5 separate regions of the Mus musculus genome follow, and all the other regions are linked to region 1. A link is a contact called in public ChIA-PET, HiChIP or PLAC-seq and promoter capture Hi-C data. All regions are on one chromosome and are shown on one strand. Each heading gives the region's core, a stretch centred on a gene start, on an enhancer-like site or on the middle of the called end of the contact. The rest is flanking DNA. Distances are from core to core; before and after follow the strand shown. Region 1 holds the start of Cd37 (CD37 antigen). Region 2 holds the start of Gys1 (glycogen synthase 1, muscle). Region 3 holds the start of Kcna7 (potassium voltage-gated channel, shaker-related subfamily, member 7). Region 4 holds the start of Dhdh (dihydrodiol dehydrogenase (dimeric)). Region 5 overlaps Snrnp70 (small nuclear ribonucleoprotein 70 (U1)).

Evidence for each region. Promoter capture Hi-C pulls out the DNA fragments that hold promoters and counts their contacts. ChIA-PET counts read pairs in DNA pulled down with a chosen protein or histone mark. HiChIP or PLAC-seq counts read pairs in DNA pulled down with a chosen protein or histone mark. Capture Hi-C pulls out chosen DNA fragments and counts their contacts.
Region 2: a contact with region 1 is called in a promoter capture Hi-C map of adipose tissue. The contact joins the promoter of Gys1 here to the promoter of Cd37 in region 1. A contact is called at or near these places in 12 of 39 promoter capture datasets (the C10 cell line, cranial neural crest, embryonic stem cells and 8 more), 5 of 484 Hi-C or Micro-C datasets (bone marrow-derived macrophages, embryonic stem cells, nephron progenitors and 1 more), 11 of 115 datasets of contacts at active chromatin or transcription factors (the SCID.adh cell line, acute myeloid leukemia, bone marrow-derived macrophages and 5 more) and 5 of 9 other capture datasets (adipose tissue, embryonic stem cells, liver and 2 more).
Region 3: a contact with region 1 is called in a promoter capture Hi-C map of stem cell-derived epiblast-like cells, with 3 times the contacts expected there. The contact joins the promoter of Kcna7 here to the promoter of Cd37 in region 1. A contact is called at or near these places in 15 of 39 promoter capture datasets (the 3T3-L1 cell line, 3T3-L1-derived adipocytes, the C10 cell line and 12 more), 8 of 484 Hi-C or Micro-C datasets (CD4 T cells, bone marrow-derived macrophages, differentiating embryonic stem cells and 4 more), 11 of 115 datasets of contacts at active chromatin or transcription factors (the 230-238 cell line, the SCID.adh cell line, bone marrow-derived macrophages and 5 more) and 5 of 9 other capture datasets (adipose tissue, embryonic stem cells, liver and 2 more).
Region 4: a contact with region 1 is called in an RNA polymerase II ChIA-PET map of memory CD8 T cells, with 11 read pairs. The contact joins the promoter of Dhdh here to the promoter of Cd37 in region 1. A contact is called at or near these places in 2 of 39 promoter capture datasets (cranial neural crest and stem cell-derived epiblast-like cells), 2 of 115 datasets of contacts at active chromatin or transcription factors (embryonic stem cells and memory CD8 T cells) and 2 of 9 other capture datasets (adipose tissue and liver).
Region 5: a contact with region 1 is called in an H3K4me3 HiChIP or PLAC-seq map of bone marrow-derived macrophages, with 3 times the contacts expected there. The contact joins the enhancer-like site here to the promoter of Cd37 in region 1. A contact is called at or near these places in 15 of 39 promoter capture datasets (the 3T3-L1 cell line, 3T3-L1-derived adipocytes, the C10 cell line and 11 more), 5 of 484 Hi-C or Micro-C datasets (CD4 T cells, bone marrow-derived macrophages, differentiating embryonic stem cells and 2 more), 9 of 115 datasets of contacts at active chromatin or transcription factors (the 230-238 cell line, the SCID.adh cell line, bone marrow-derived macrophages and 5 more) and 3 of 9 other capture datasets (adipose tissue, liver and pancreatic islet).

Annotation. Positions count from the first base shown.
Region 1 is chr7:45,237,470-45,240,169 of GRCm38.p6, forward strand. Cd37 (CD37 antigen) reads right to left here and starts at 1,370. Exons shown (of 8, transcript NM_007645.4): 1 at 1,191-1,370; 2 at 1,031-1,103. The coding sequence starts at 1,259.
Region 2 is chr7:45,433,456-45,436,155 of GRCm38.p6, forward strand. Gys1 (glycogen synthase 1, muscle) reads left to right here and starts at 1,384. Exons shown (of 16, transcript NM_030678.3): 1 at 1,384-1,715. The coding sequence starts at 1,598. It overlaps Ruvbl2 (RuvB-like protein 2), which reads right to left and starts at 1,009. Exons shown (of 15, transcript NM_011304.3): 1 at 797-1,009. The coding sequence starts at 808.
Region 3 is chr7:45,404,638-45,407,337 of GRCm38.p6, forward strand. It overlaps Kcna7 (potassium voltage-gated channel, shaker-related subfamily, member 7), which reads left to right and starts at 1,323. Exons shown (of 2, transcript NM_010596.2): 1 at 1,323-2,378. The coding sequence starts at 1,725.
Region 4 is chr7:45,487,555-45,490,254 of GRCm38.p6, forward strand. Dhdh (dihydrodiol dehydrogenase (dimeric)) reads right to left here and starts at 1,251. Exons shown (of 7, transcript NM_027903.4): 1 at 1,120-1,251; 2 at 506-617. The coding sequence starts at 1,209. It also overlaps a transcript of Tulp2 not described here.
Region 5 is chr7:45,387,884-45,390,583 of GRCm38.p6, forward strand. The region is part of intron 4 of Snrnp70 (small nuclear ribonucleoprotein 70 (U1)); the gene reads right to left. Among named protein-coding and RNA genes, the nearest start is that of Snrnp70, 6.5 kb to the right of the region's middle. Within about 2 kb of position 1,253, at least 11 of the 459 cell types and tissues checked have an H3K27ac peak or open chromatin away from gene starts, as enhancers often do. A contact at or near this core is called in the HPC-7 cell line and bone marrow-derived macrophages, where this site is marked.

The DNA of each region.
Region 1 (2,700 bases), core at 120-2,619:
TCTCTCTCTCTCTCTCTCTTTCTCTCTCTCTCTCAGAGAAGATTTCTCTGTGTAACAGCCCTGGCCTTCCTGGAACTCTGTACTCTAGGTGGCCTTGAACTCACAGAGATCTGCCCACCTCTGCCTCCCAAGTGTTGGGACTAAAGACATGTGCCACCATGCCCAGCTGAATCCATTTCTTAAACTTTTTGAGGGCAAAGAAATAAAGGATCGATTTCCTGGACTTTCCTTTCCTTTCCTTTCCTTTCCTTTCCTTTCCTTTCCTTTTTTCTTTTTTCTTGAGACAGAGTCTCAGGTAACTCAGGCTGGCCTCGGACTCAGTAGCCAGGGGTAACCTGGAACCTTGTGATCTTCCCACCTACACCTCCCCATGCTGGAATGTCAGGTGTGGGCCACCACATATATCCTAGAATTGTTCTGAGCGAGGTTCGAATGAAAACGCTGTTCAATTCAGCGGTCAATGTGGTGAGTCTGAGTTGCTATGGTTTTGGTGTCCCCTCCTTAAATGGTTTCCTTGTTATTATTACTTTATTTTTGCTCTTCCCCTTCCTGGCTGTGTGACACCCAGCAAAAGACTTCCCTTCTCTGAACCTCAACAAGGGAGAGTCTCTGAGTTCCAGTCCAAAATGAGACACAGGAAGTATTTGAGAAATAGCTATTATTTCTGTTATTACTGTTCCTAACCGCGACCTCATGGTGCTGTGGTTGTTTTGGAGGCAGGACCTCATTATCCAGCCTGGGCTCCAACCCACTGTGTAGTCTAGGATGGCCTGGAACTCCTGATCTCCCACCTCCTGCGTGCTGGGATGACAGGCATGACCGGCTACATCTGCTTTACACTTCCTACTTACCAGCACACATCCAGCTTACTGGCAGTGCCAGTGGGGTGCCAGTCAGAGCTGGAGCCCTACCTGGGAAGATAGTAGCTATTGAGGGCCTCCCCAGGGCGAGTGAGATATCAGGAGATGCCTTGGGGTGGGATTCTGGGTTCAAGTCCAAAGACCCTCCCCTACTGCGCAGCCCCCCTCACCCACAAAGGACACGAAGCTGGTCTTGTCAATGAGGATCCAGGTGCCGAAGCAGAAAATCAGGCCGCCTAGTACCTAGGGGAAGAGAAGAAATGAGGCTAGGGCGGATCAAGGGCCACTGTGGCCCTGGAACCCCGGCTGGGTAGCCATGAGTAGACTCACAAAGAAGAAGAGGTTGAAAACGAAGAGGAAGTACTTGATGAGGCTGAGGCAACTCTCTTGGGCGGACATCTTCGCCTAGATGGGGAATGACCCACTCGAGAAACCCAGACAGAAGAGGTGTTGGCCGCAGGGGGGAAGGGGAATAGTGGGCAAAGAAAGACAGAGACTGAGAGGCACAAAGGAAACCGGCAGAGAAAGAGGAAGTTCCGGGGGGGTGGAGCTCCACCCCGCCCTGTTCATTTAGTGACTGTCAGCGGGGGCCCTATCTTCTTCAGGGTTCCATCGAGTGCACAGCAGTACCTGAGGGTCCTTGGAATATGTGGGTGCCAGGGACACAATGGGTTCCTCGCAGGTGTCCATAGCTCAGGCAGGGCGCACAGGGGCTTCTGATGGACTTCCACTCACGTGGGTCCTGGGACTTCAAGGTTGTTTCTGCAGAGTTCAACCTCACAGACACTCTGACCTCACTGGCTACTGGCTCCGCCCCCTGCACCCTGTGATCTTCTGCTTAGCACCCATTAGCCTCGAGCCACCGCGCTGTCTCTGCCTCTCTGTCTCTGTCTCTCTGGGCCTTTGCGGTCTCTGTCCTGTGTGTCTCTTTCCCTGGGTCTCTCTCTTTGCTCTCTTTCTTCTAGAGCAGGTGCTCCGATGTGCTTGGGGGCCAGGGTTGGACCCCTGGGGAAGTGAAAGGGCTGCAGAGGAGGTGTGACAGTCCCAGGAGTGAGGAGGGCAGCGAGGCAGTGCCTGAATATCCGGTGGAGGAAGTGAACCTCAGATGGCACTTCCTACCTCTGCGGAGAAACCTGAGGGGAGGAGGCCCCAGAAAAGCCAGGCACTGGAGTGGGGGTCACTTGAGCATACCTAGCATCTTCAAAGTTTCCTATGATGTGCCCAGAAAGAAGTCCCTGACACTTGTCAAGTCCCCAGTTCCTCACAGATTTCTAATGTGGGAAGTTCCTATCACCTATCTACCCAAAGCCTAGTTCTCTGGGACAGCAGCTGCCTTCTGAGACATGTCTCATCTATTTTCTTTCTGTATGTGTATTTGTATGTGTTAGTGTGTGTGTGTGTGTGTGTGTGTGTGTGTGTGTGTGTGTGCGCGCGCGCGCCTTTGGAGGCCAGAGGACAACATTGGAAGCTGTTCATCTTTTTTTAAAAAAATTTTAACGATGTGTGTGTGTGTGTATGTCTGCGCCACATGGTGCTTATAGAGGGCAGAAGATAGATAAATTTTCGGGACTGGGCCTCTCCTGCCACAGGCTGTGCTCCAAGGCAGGTTCTGCCATCTCCAATAAGCCAAGTAAAAGAACCAAATTTCTAGAGGAAACAGAAAAAGGTTTACACACAGTGTGGTCACATTTAGAAGGGCACAAAGCGATCTGGTGATCCCCTTCAATTCATTTTTGGGGTCCCTCACTGAGACTGAGGTGTAAATAGAAGGCTAATGTTATGCATGTCTATGCAGTCCACCATGCGGTCCTACCCACCACTGACCCACCATCGTCTGGGC
Region 2 (2,700 bases), core at 134-2,633, 200 kb after region 1:
GGCTCTGGCTAGTCACTCATTCACAGAGAAATCTGAGTGTCTACATGACTCTTCCATCAGACCCAGGATTCTTTCTGTTGTTGTTTCTCTGTGTAACCCTTGGCTGTCCTGGAACTGGCTCTGTAGACCAGGCTATCCTCAGACTCACAGAGATCCACCTGCCTCTGCCTCCCAAGTGCAGGCTTTCACTACCATGCCTGACATCTAGGATTCTGAATACATTGTTGCCTTCTCTACTAGCTTCTAAAGCCACAATGAAGCTCCTTCCTCAGTGGTCAATACACTTCCTCCACATCCAGGAGTCCAGGTCCAGCCCTCTTCTATTAGGCCCAGGCACCCTCCCTAGCCCTCCTCCTCCTCCAAACCAGGCCTCATCCACTGTGATCGTCCCTCCGATCTAGGGATTCAGGCTCTAGCCTGCCTACCTCAAACACAAAGGTGCACACACCAGCCTGCTTCCCTCAGACCCTGGTATCCTCTCCTCCCAACACTTCCCACAGATCCATGTGTCCTCCCAAGCCCTCCTTGGCGACTTCCTCAGCCCCCTTCCGTCAGATTCATGCATTCTCCTCTGCTCTCTTCCTTTAGACACATGCATTCTCCTCTGTATCCATTGCTCAGACTCGGTGTCCTCAGCATCCTCCCTCTGACTCGGGAGTACTCCCCAGACCTCCTCCGTCAAACCAGGCATCTTCCTTATCACTCCTCCCTCAGATACAAGAGTCCTCTCCAGCTCCCTCCTTCAGACTCTCTAAGAAGGGTCATTGTCGGTCCTCCACATGCACCCAACACTTACCACGGTTGCCATGATGCACACCAACCGCCAATGCCTCAGCGGAAACGGAAATCGGCTAGGAGCGCGGTCTTTATCCTCTCTAGGCTCCCGGTCATCCAGTCATCTCTATGGCCCATAAGATATATAAAATTCCTGTAGGGGGCGTACACTAGGCCGCGCCCAGCCCGCGAGGCTAAATTGGAAAGCCGGTGTTCTGAATCCCGGGTGGGTTCCTGACGTCTCTTGCTCCTCCTCCTCTTACCTAGCCTCCTCCCCCCTCCTTCCCCCCCGCCCTGCAACTGCTAAGTCCGATTGCAAAATTCTGAGCACATTTTGTAGCAACCACACGTCCTCCACGATCCCTTCCCTCTCTGTCCAACCTTCCTCACCAAATTGGGCCTACAGCTGAGATTGACAGCTCTGTTCACCAATCACTTCCATGCTGCGTAGAAACAAGCCCCGCCCCCGCAGCTCCCCAGGAGCCTCTGGCCAAGGAAACTGGATTCTATCCGCCAATAAGTAGACGCAATAGCCCCCGCCCCCCAGCCGCCGACCAATCGTGCTAGACCAGCAGGGTGGGCAGTGCCTCCTGGCGGCCACGAGGCTTCACTGCAGCTGCCCGCCCGATTCAGTGTCTCAGCTCACCCTACCTGAGTCGGAGCGCTCTGGGGCGGGGGTGCGGTCGTGCAATAGGAAGCGGAGCGCCTTGCAAGCTTCCCCTGGGACACCCGCTAACTCTACCGGTCACCAAGTCTGCTGCGTTCCCAGCCGATCTCTCTGGTTTCCAGTTTTGGTGCTCGAAGTCCCCTGCCCGCAGTAGCCATGCCTCTCAGCCGCAGTCTCTCTGTGTCCTCGCTTCCAGGATTGGAAGACTGGGAGGATGAATTCGACCCCGAGAACGCAGTGCTTTTCGAGGTGGCCTGGGAGGTGGCCAACAAGGGTGAGAACGTCAGCGTTGGTCCCTTGACCAAGAAGGGCAGGCGAGGATGGGGCCCCGAAACTCCGTTTCAGACGGGAAAAGAGTTACGTGGAGGAGTCTTGGGTCCTGGGAAAAGCGCCTGTGACTTCTGTGTCCTTGTGAAGGGGCTGGAGTAGGCGTCCTAGGCCCTGGGGGGAAGGGACAAGAGACTACTCTTAAGATGGAAGGAGGCTTCAGGTTCTGCAATCTAGGGAAGAGGGCACTCAGAGAAAGATTCCTGGGTCTTGAAGGGAGGTTTTCGAGGGCCGAGAGACCTGAGATCTAAAAGTGGAAGGAGTTAGTGCATCTAAGCCCAAGGAACACTGGAGCTTTTGGGTCTGTGGTCCAGAGGACGTGACTGTGGAGTTGGGGTGTTCCTAAAGGTTGGGATTCATGGATTTTTCAGGGGGCATAGCGGACCTGAACCAGTGTAAAGCCAAGAGGGGCTTGGAGACTCAAATTCTTAGATACAAGGTGGGAAAGAGTTGGGAACTTGAATGTCGAGTTTGAAGGAGCCCAGGGCCTAAGTCCTGGCTTCCTATGTAGTGAGGTGCCTCCCTCCCTGTGGACTGGGAAAGCTGGAAGTCCTAAGTTGGTCAGGAGCTGGGCCCTAGGATGGGAGGAACCCACCCACAGTATGTATGGGAGATCACTAGCTTCTCGCTCATGAGAAGGCTGGGCTGGGAATCCCAGCAGCTGGGCCTTGTGGATCTGAACATTTCCTTTTCTGGATCCTGGGGAGAAAGAGACTAGGTCTCTCAGCATGTTGGGAGATGGCAGACTCAATGCTGTGTACTACCAGGGTACCAGTTTCAGGTGAGAAGGCTGAGGACCCAGATTCCTAAATCTGAGGTGGGGTCACAGGAGGAGCAGGGCCCAGCAGTCCCTGTGTCCCAGCCCAGGGCTAGCATCGTTAGGGGCCCTGAAGGTGTGGAATAATAAGTCAAGCTTCCCTCAGGTAACTGGG
Region 3 (2,700 bases), core at 73-2,572, 170 kb after region 1:
CGTTATTATTTGAAGACTGGCTGGCCATTAAATCCAGGGATCATCCTGTCTGGGTCTCCATGACCAGACTTTTTTTTTTTAAAAGATTTATTTATGTATTATATGTAAGTACACTCCAGAAGAGGGAGTCAGATCTTGTTACGGATGGTTGTGAGCCACCATGTGGTTGCTGGGATTTGAACTCCGGACCTTCGGAAGAGCAGTCGGGTGCTCTTACCCACTGAGCCATCTCACCAGCCCATGACCAGACTTTTTAAAGACACGATCTCACCAGACTGGCCTACACAGAGAAACTCTTTGTCGAAAAAATAAAAAACAACAAAACGACAAGATCCCACCATGTAGCCCTGACTGGCCTGGAAATTTATGGGCAGACCAGGCTGGCCTCAAATCCACAGGTTGGCTTGCCTCTGCTTCCAGAGTATTGGGATTAAAGGCGTGTGACACTACCCATGTTCTCACAACTTACTTAGGGCGATGGGGGGCGGGGGGAGGGCAGAGGCAGGAGGATCTCAGAAGTCCCCAAAAGAAAGCTGGGAAGGGAAAGGCCAGGTTTAGCTGGGAGACCTCTTGGTGCAGGTCTCCATCCGGCCGGCAGAGGGCGCGCGAGATCCCTTTCCCCGAAAGTGACTATAACACCCTACCCCATAAGAAGGGACTATTTTTTACTTAGTGTCATTAGACACCGGTGGCTGGAAGGCCATCTTCTGTCTGTCCTTCGGCTCCCGACAGTGACCCTACGCATCTTCCAGGCCGACTCTAGACCCTTCCAGGCAAGTCCCGCCTCCTTTGGCGCCATTCTTGGCTTCAGCCCAGGTTTTATTAATCTCAAAACACCTACATAAAGTCTAAATTCAAACTCCGGGACTCTCAGTGGCCAAGGATCCGGCGCACATGGGCAACAGTTTACAGTTGCAAAAGAGGCTCCAAGAACTCCTCAAGCACCAGGGCCGCTGCGGAGCTCCTTAGGCATGGTAATTAGAGACACAAAGGAATAAACACGTGAGGCCAGACACACAAAACGATGTTCATTCATTGAAAGGTACTAGGAGAGAAAGAAAGCCAGCAACAAATCCAGATGTGGTGGTACACATCTGTCATCCCAGCAATCGGGAGGCAGAAGCAAGAGTACTGCAATACTGAGCCAGTCTGACATACATACCCAAACCCAGTGTCTGGAAAAAAATAATAAAAGGCAGAGAGATACAGAGGCTCCCAGCAGAGAGCAAGATGTGGACAACTGGTTAAGGGGATACACCCCCCACCCTCCAGGAGGATGGACAAGAGACAGAAAGACTGGAAATGGAAAAGGGAAACTGATGCTGCAGATAGTCTCGGGTGGCTCATGACTGTCACCCGGGCAATCCGAAGGATGAGGCAGAGGATTGCCACAAGTTCGCGGTCAGCTTAAATGACAGGCTGAGGAGACTGTCTAAATAACAAACAAACAAATAAATAGCCATGATGCCATACGCCTGCAATCCCAGCATTTGGGAGGTGGAGGCAGGAGGATCATAAATTCAAGGTCAGTTCAGCTACATAAGACCTCGGGTCATGAATCCAAAAGCCAAACAAATAAAATAGATGACTACAAGGGAAAGCTCAAGAGATCCACGGAAAAGCGCCGGGTGGCAGTGTTTCCACAGGTGTGGGAACGGCAGAGGGCGCCCCTAGCCCCGCGGGGGTAACACCGCCCCCTCCCCCGCGCCCTGGCCGGACTTTCCATGCTATTTTTACCCGCCGACACCGGACACCCGACTGGGGTGGCTGCGGCGTCGGGGCCACACGTCCGTTCACCGGTCGCCCGGGCTGTGCGCGCCATGGAGCCACGGTGCCCGCCGCCCTGCGGCTGCTGCGAGCGGCTGGTGCTCAACGTGGCCGGGTTGCGCTTCGAGACCCGCGCGCGCACGCTCGGCCGCTTCCCGGACACGCTGCTGGGGGACCCGGTGCGCCGCAGCCGCTTCTACGACGGCGCGCGCCGCGAGTATTTCTTCGACCGACACCGGCCCAGCTTCGATGCGGTGCTCTACTACTACCAGTCGGGCGGCCGGCTGAGACGGCCGGCGCACGTGCCCCTCGACGTCTTCCTGGAGGAGGTGTCCTTCTACGGGCTGGGCGCGGCGGCGCTGGCGCGGCTGCGGGAGGACGAGGGCTGCGCGGTGCCGCCCGAGCGGCCGCTGCCCCGCCGCGCCTTTGCGCGTCAGCTCTGGCTGCTCTTCGAATTTCCTGAGAGCTCGCAGGCTGCGCGCGTGCTCGCCGTGGTCTCCGTACTCGTCATCCTGGTCTCCATCGTGGTCTTTTGCCTCGAGACACTGCCAGACTTCCGCGACGACCGCGATGACCCGGGGCTCGCGCCCGTAGCCGCTGCTACTGGCCCGGTGAGGGGCGGGGATTTGGGGAGGTCCAGGGCGGGGCCTGGGAAGACCTGGCCAGTCAGAAGGTGTGGCAAGGGGCAGGAGGATGGAAGCCCTTTAAAAACAAAAACAAAAACAAAAACAAAACAAAAAAAAAAAAAAAACAAAGATGTAAGCTGGGTATGGTTCTTCATACGAGAATCCTAGCAAGGAGACAGAACGATTGCCACGGGTTGAAAGCCAGTGTGGGTTACTGTATGAGAGAGTCTGCCTGGAAACAGACAGTGAGTGAGGATCTCCCTCAGAGGTAGACAACCTGCCCAGAGTTTCCTGGTGAGGGACTGGT
Region 4 (2,700 bases), core at 1-2,500, 250 kb after region 1:
ATGTGTGAGGTCTATCTCAAAAGCCCAAGTGGCCAAGCATGCTTGCCTACACCTTTAATCCCAGTGCTTACAAACTGGAAGCCAAGGCAGGTGGATCTCTGAGAATCTGAAGCCAGCCTGGTCTACATAATAAAGTTTCAGGCCAGCCAGGGCTATACAGTGAGTGAGACCGTCTCTCAAAATAAAATAAAAGTGTGGGATTCAGCTCGGCGGAGCTTTTGCCTAATGTGTGAGAGGCCTTGGGTTCCATATCCAGTATCGCAAAATAAACAAGTAAATAAATTCTTACCAGATTTTCTAGCCTTGGGAGAAACTTAAAACTTAGCCTTGGCTAAGCACAGATTAATATTGTTCAGCCAGTCTCGGGTCACGTGTAAGCCTATTAACTGTCTCCTAACCAGGCCGAGCCTGAGCCTTTCCAAAGACCACCCCTGCAGCCCAGTGCATCTGTAGGCAAGAAGCAGTGCCTAGCTCTGCCCCCACCTCCCTGGTCCAGGCCACTCACCCACGTTTGGGTCCTTGGCCAGTTCCTCATAAGAGCCATAGGCCTTGGGGATGTTGAATTTCTGTGCGAACTCCTCGGCCCGGTTCAGGTCCCTCGCAGCTACCGCTACCACCTAGCGTGGGATTCAAAGGGTTGAGATGTGGAAGACAAAGTAGACGAGCTATGGAGGAGGCTGCAGTGGGGAGCATCTAGCCTCCTCCAAGATGGCTAGGGAAGGTATTACTGGTGGGGAGGGGAAGCAGATTGGGGGGGGGGGCAGACTTAGGCTGTGCTTGGTACATGGCAAGACTGAATAGAGAGGAAAGGGGAGTCTGTAAGCAAGCCCAGGATCCTCCCCGACTGCCCCATGGCTTCGCCTCCCAGCAGCTGATACCTACCCCCTGCAAACCGCGAGCCCCTCAGACTGGGGCGCATAGGAGGTGTGAGCTGAAAACAAATCTCTTATGGCCTTGGGGACCAGAAGGGTCCCCTTCTCTTCTCAGAGTCACTGCCTTAGACCTAGGGACTCTCCTCCCTCACACTCGGGGCTCCCTCGTTCCTCGGACTAGGGACTCTTTCTTAGACCCTCGGCTCCACTCCTCCCTCGGACCCAGTGTCTTCCAAGGGACGTGCACCTGGTGCTCCGAGGAAGGCAGTGAGCTCAGCACGGTGGTAAAGTCGTTGGCAATTAAGCCAGCCGACACGATGCCCCAGCGCAGCGCCATTTTGCACGTCTTCTGCCTGCGGGGGCCGGAGGCGGGGCCAACGCCACCCCGCGCTGCAAGCCGCCCGCTTCCCTTTGACCCTCAGGACACGACCTCAGGACGTGAAACCGCAATCTCTCCACCCGTCTCCTCCTTCCCCTCCTCCCTGCGCCCGCCCTTCTCCCTCCCTCCTTCTCCTTCTCCTTCTTCTCAGTGCCTAACTCTTGCCCAAGCTGGCCTGCAATTCACAATATATATATATAGCCAAGGCTGCTTGCTGACCATAAACTCAAGGCAATCCTCCTGCCTCAGCTCCTTGAGTGCAGCAATACAGGCATACACCACCGTGCCTGTCTTTCAAGTTGCCTTTTTACTTTTTATTTTGAGATGGGGATTTGCTATTGTTATCAATTAGTCTGTGGGGCCCGGGCGTGGTGGCGCACGCCTTTGATCCCAGCACTCTGGAGGCAGAAGCCGGCGAATTTCTGAGTTCGAGGCCAGCCTGGTCTACAGAGTGAGTTCCAGGACTGCCAGGGCTACACAGAGAAACCCTATCTCGAAAAAAAAGCCAATAAAATAAAATAAAATAAAATAGTCTGTGGTCTCAAGAAAATGACCACAGGATCCAAAGTATTTCTGACAAAGCAAACGTTTTACTTCTGGAGAGGACCCAAGTTCTGTCCACTTGGCAGCTCGAAACCATCTTCCAGGATATCCAGTGCCGCCTTCTGTCCTCTGAGGGCACCAGGCATGCACATGGTGGGCATGCATGCATACAGACAAAACTCTTCAACGCATAAAATAAATTAGGAAGGAAGGAAGGAAGAAAAAGAAAATATGGAGGAGGAGGATTCCTTGGAACCAGAGTTGCAGGTGGCTGTGAGCCGTTCATTATATAGATGCTGGGAAGAACAGTAGATGCTCTTAACCTGAGCCCTCTCTCCACCCCCCAGATTATGTCTTTACAAGTCTCTTTAATGATGGAACTTGATTTATCTCACTTGCCGTCGAGAGGGGAAAGAATGTGCACCTTACTGATAATAGCTCCTCTTCACTTACAGCCCAGTTTCATTCTCTCTCGTCTGATCCACTGAACACTGACTGACTGTGCCCAGGTGTTCACAAGTCTCCTATTTAGTAAGGCATAGGAGGCTAATCAGTTATTGTGCTTAACTGATTGAACTAAGTGGCGGCGAGGCAACAGGGACTTTCAGCACTGGAGCGAGGGAAGCCAGGGCTGAGGTCACCTTCTCCTCCCATCTTCACGTAAGCCTTTGCCAGGAAAGACCGTTCCCTGTCACAGGCGCCACAGGTACACGTGCTTAAGATAGCAATCCTCCTGCCTCAGCTTCCCAAGCAGCTCGTACGGACAGGCCTGGATCACAGGCCTCAGAGCTGGTCCTGTGTCCTGTGACCCCTGGAGTTAGGGACAGAGTTGTCTTCCATGTCCTTCTGTTTCTTCTTGGCTTAGCCCTGGACCTCTCTGGGGGTCACTTTTCTGTTCTGGAGACT
Region 5 (2,700 bases), core at 3-2,502, 150 kb after region 1:
CTCAGACTAGGAACCAGAGTCTAGGATAGGTGGGGTGTGATGGCCTATGTACTAAGGGGGCAGAACTCAGCTTGGCCTACATAGTGAAACCCTGTCTCAAAAAGGAAGGAAGACAGTTAAGGATACATTTTCTCTTCCATACCCTATAGTCTAAAGCAGGGACCCTGGGCTAGTGCTAAAAGCAAATGACCAAGATCAACTGGTACAGAGAACTATCAAAACCCTGTTCCGTTTGGACACCAAGTATTAAGTCTTCAGAAAAAGACCAAGAATCTATTAAGCAATCCTAATGGGGTGTGGGGTTACTGGAAGCTATACCCCAGTGCTACACATTCTGTGACCATCTTATTAGCTGTCCTGGCTCTCTCATTCATTTAATCCTTAGAATATAGCTGCAAGTGTCAAATAAAAGAGATCATAGAAGAGATAGAAAAAGTTTAAGTGGGAAAAAGGCGAATGCTAAGATTTTGAGGACAGCCTGAACTACAGAATGCAATGCTGAAAATTTTAAAATAAGGGGGGAGGGGCACACAGGGGAAGCTAAAGAGATGGCTCAGCAGTTAGCTGCTCTTCCAGAGGTCCTGAGTTCAATGCCCAGCAACTACATAGTGGTTCACAACCACCTGTAATGGAATCTAGATGCCCTCTTCTAGTGTACATAAATAAATCTTTAAAAAAGTAAAATAAAGATCTTGGCCTTTCTCAAGATCATAGCAATTTAGAAGAATATCAGGCATGCCTAGGGTCTTTGAGCCAGAAAGTAGGACTATTTTTTCTGCCTCCCATTGGCAGCCAAAGCAATGCCTATACTTAAGCAGTCTAGTCAAATGGTCCTTGTTACAGATTGCTTATCATATGGACACATCACAGGCATTGATATTTTGCAGGTTTCTTCAGTTATCAGTTGTGACTTTACTACCAACAGGCAAACTAGATCCAAAGAATCAGCCATGATGGTGGTCCTTTCTATCATAAGGGCATGGCTGTTAATACAGTGACAGAAGAGAGCTCTTCAAGACATTAAGACTTTCAACTGCACCTCTACTCAAGAGATGCCCCTCAACATTGCCGACCTCATCCCAGGAGTTGTCCCACTAACTGTCCCGAGGCAGGGTTCAATCCTAGGGTCCCCTTTTCCTTTCTCTTTACAGTCAGTGCCTAAGTGTGCATGTGTGTCAAGGTTGAACTTAGGACTCGCTTGTCAGGACCCTAACACAGAACTAGACACAGGAAGCCTCAAAGCTAGAAAACTTCACTAGGCTTCCCGTTAGTTGGCACGAAATCTCAAAACTTCCCCTTTTTATAAGATACTCTACAACTCGACAAGGCAAGCCTACTTGTTTTTCATTTTGCAAACAGGAATAATCATTCCTGCTGCACACAGAAGTCACCAGGAGTTCATAACATGAAGGACTTCAAGTGCTCAGCAAAGGGATTCTCCTTTAATAGAAGCGGTCTTTTGACAGGGGACAGCAAGCTTCTACAGTCAGTGAGCACAGACAGATACCCTACTGCACGTGATCCATCCTCTGTTCTATTTTGGACAGTACAATGAACCTGCTTCAATTACCAACATGGGGCCTAACTTGGTTGATCTCTACATTCCCCAATCTAACTTGGGAATTTCAGTCACATCTCAGAGCTTGCTATGTTGATCTTCAATACATTTCAATAAATTGAAACCACAATACCATCGTTAATGACTAATTTCTAACTTCATCTACAATCCCTCAACTGGGGCTTTATCAGAATGATACTTAAATACACCACACATTTAAACTCCAATCCAATCAAACTCAATGTTTTGCTTGGTTGATGAGTCCCCTTCTGCTACCCCTTTTTGTTTAAGATAAGGTTTCTCCCACTTTCTTCAACTGGTGCAAGGCACACCTGGATCAGCAGAACGAGACTAGCATTATGCTGAGGGTAGGAGGGAGAAATGAGTACTTGTCTTTAGAAAGCTCCTTAAGAAAATTTGGGCTGGGGAGACAAGTGAACAAGACAGACACAATACTAAAGCACTGTCTAAGCTAAGAGGGCCCTGGACATGAAACTTCTTGCTTTATGACATTTAGCAAGTAACAGGGACAAGTCTTTGTGACAAGCTGGGCGGAAAAAATAAATGGTATTGGGATGGCTAATCTTAGTTGACAACTTTCATTAATCTGGAATCAACTAAAACCCAGAAGCCGGACATGCCTTTGAGGACTTCTGAATTTAATCATTTGAGGTAAGAAAACCCAACTTAAATCTGGGTCATACTTTTTGTTGGCAACCTTCACAAAACCATGAATGAAGGAAGCTTTCTACCTGCCTGCCTGCCCACCCCGAGTCTCCTGCCAGGCGTATCCACCCTGATGCTGAGGCATTCTTTCACTGGTATTAGAGCCTACTTCTTCAGGATTCCAACATAGACTTTACAATTAACAAATTCTTAGCCTTCCTGTTGAAAAAAGTCATTGTTTGACTAGCCAGACCACAGCCTGTAAGACAGACAGACACAGACACACACACCATTTCTATCAGTGCTGTTCCTTTAGAGAACCCTAGCTCAGGTGCAAAAGACAAACTGAGTAACAACATATGGAAACACCTTGCACATCTGAAAAGCCATGTCTTAGGGAAGACAAAATCCCATAGAAATTAGGAGAGGTGCTTTGATGGTTTGAATATGGGAGTATGAGATATCTGAGAAAACAC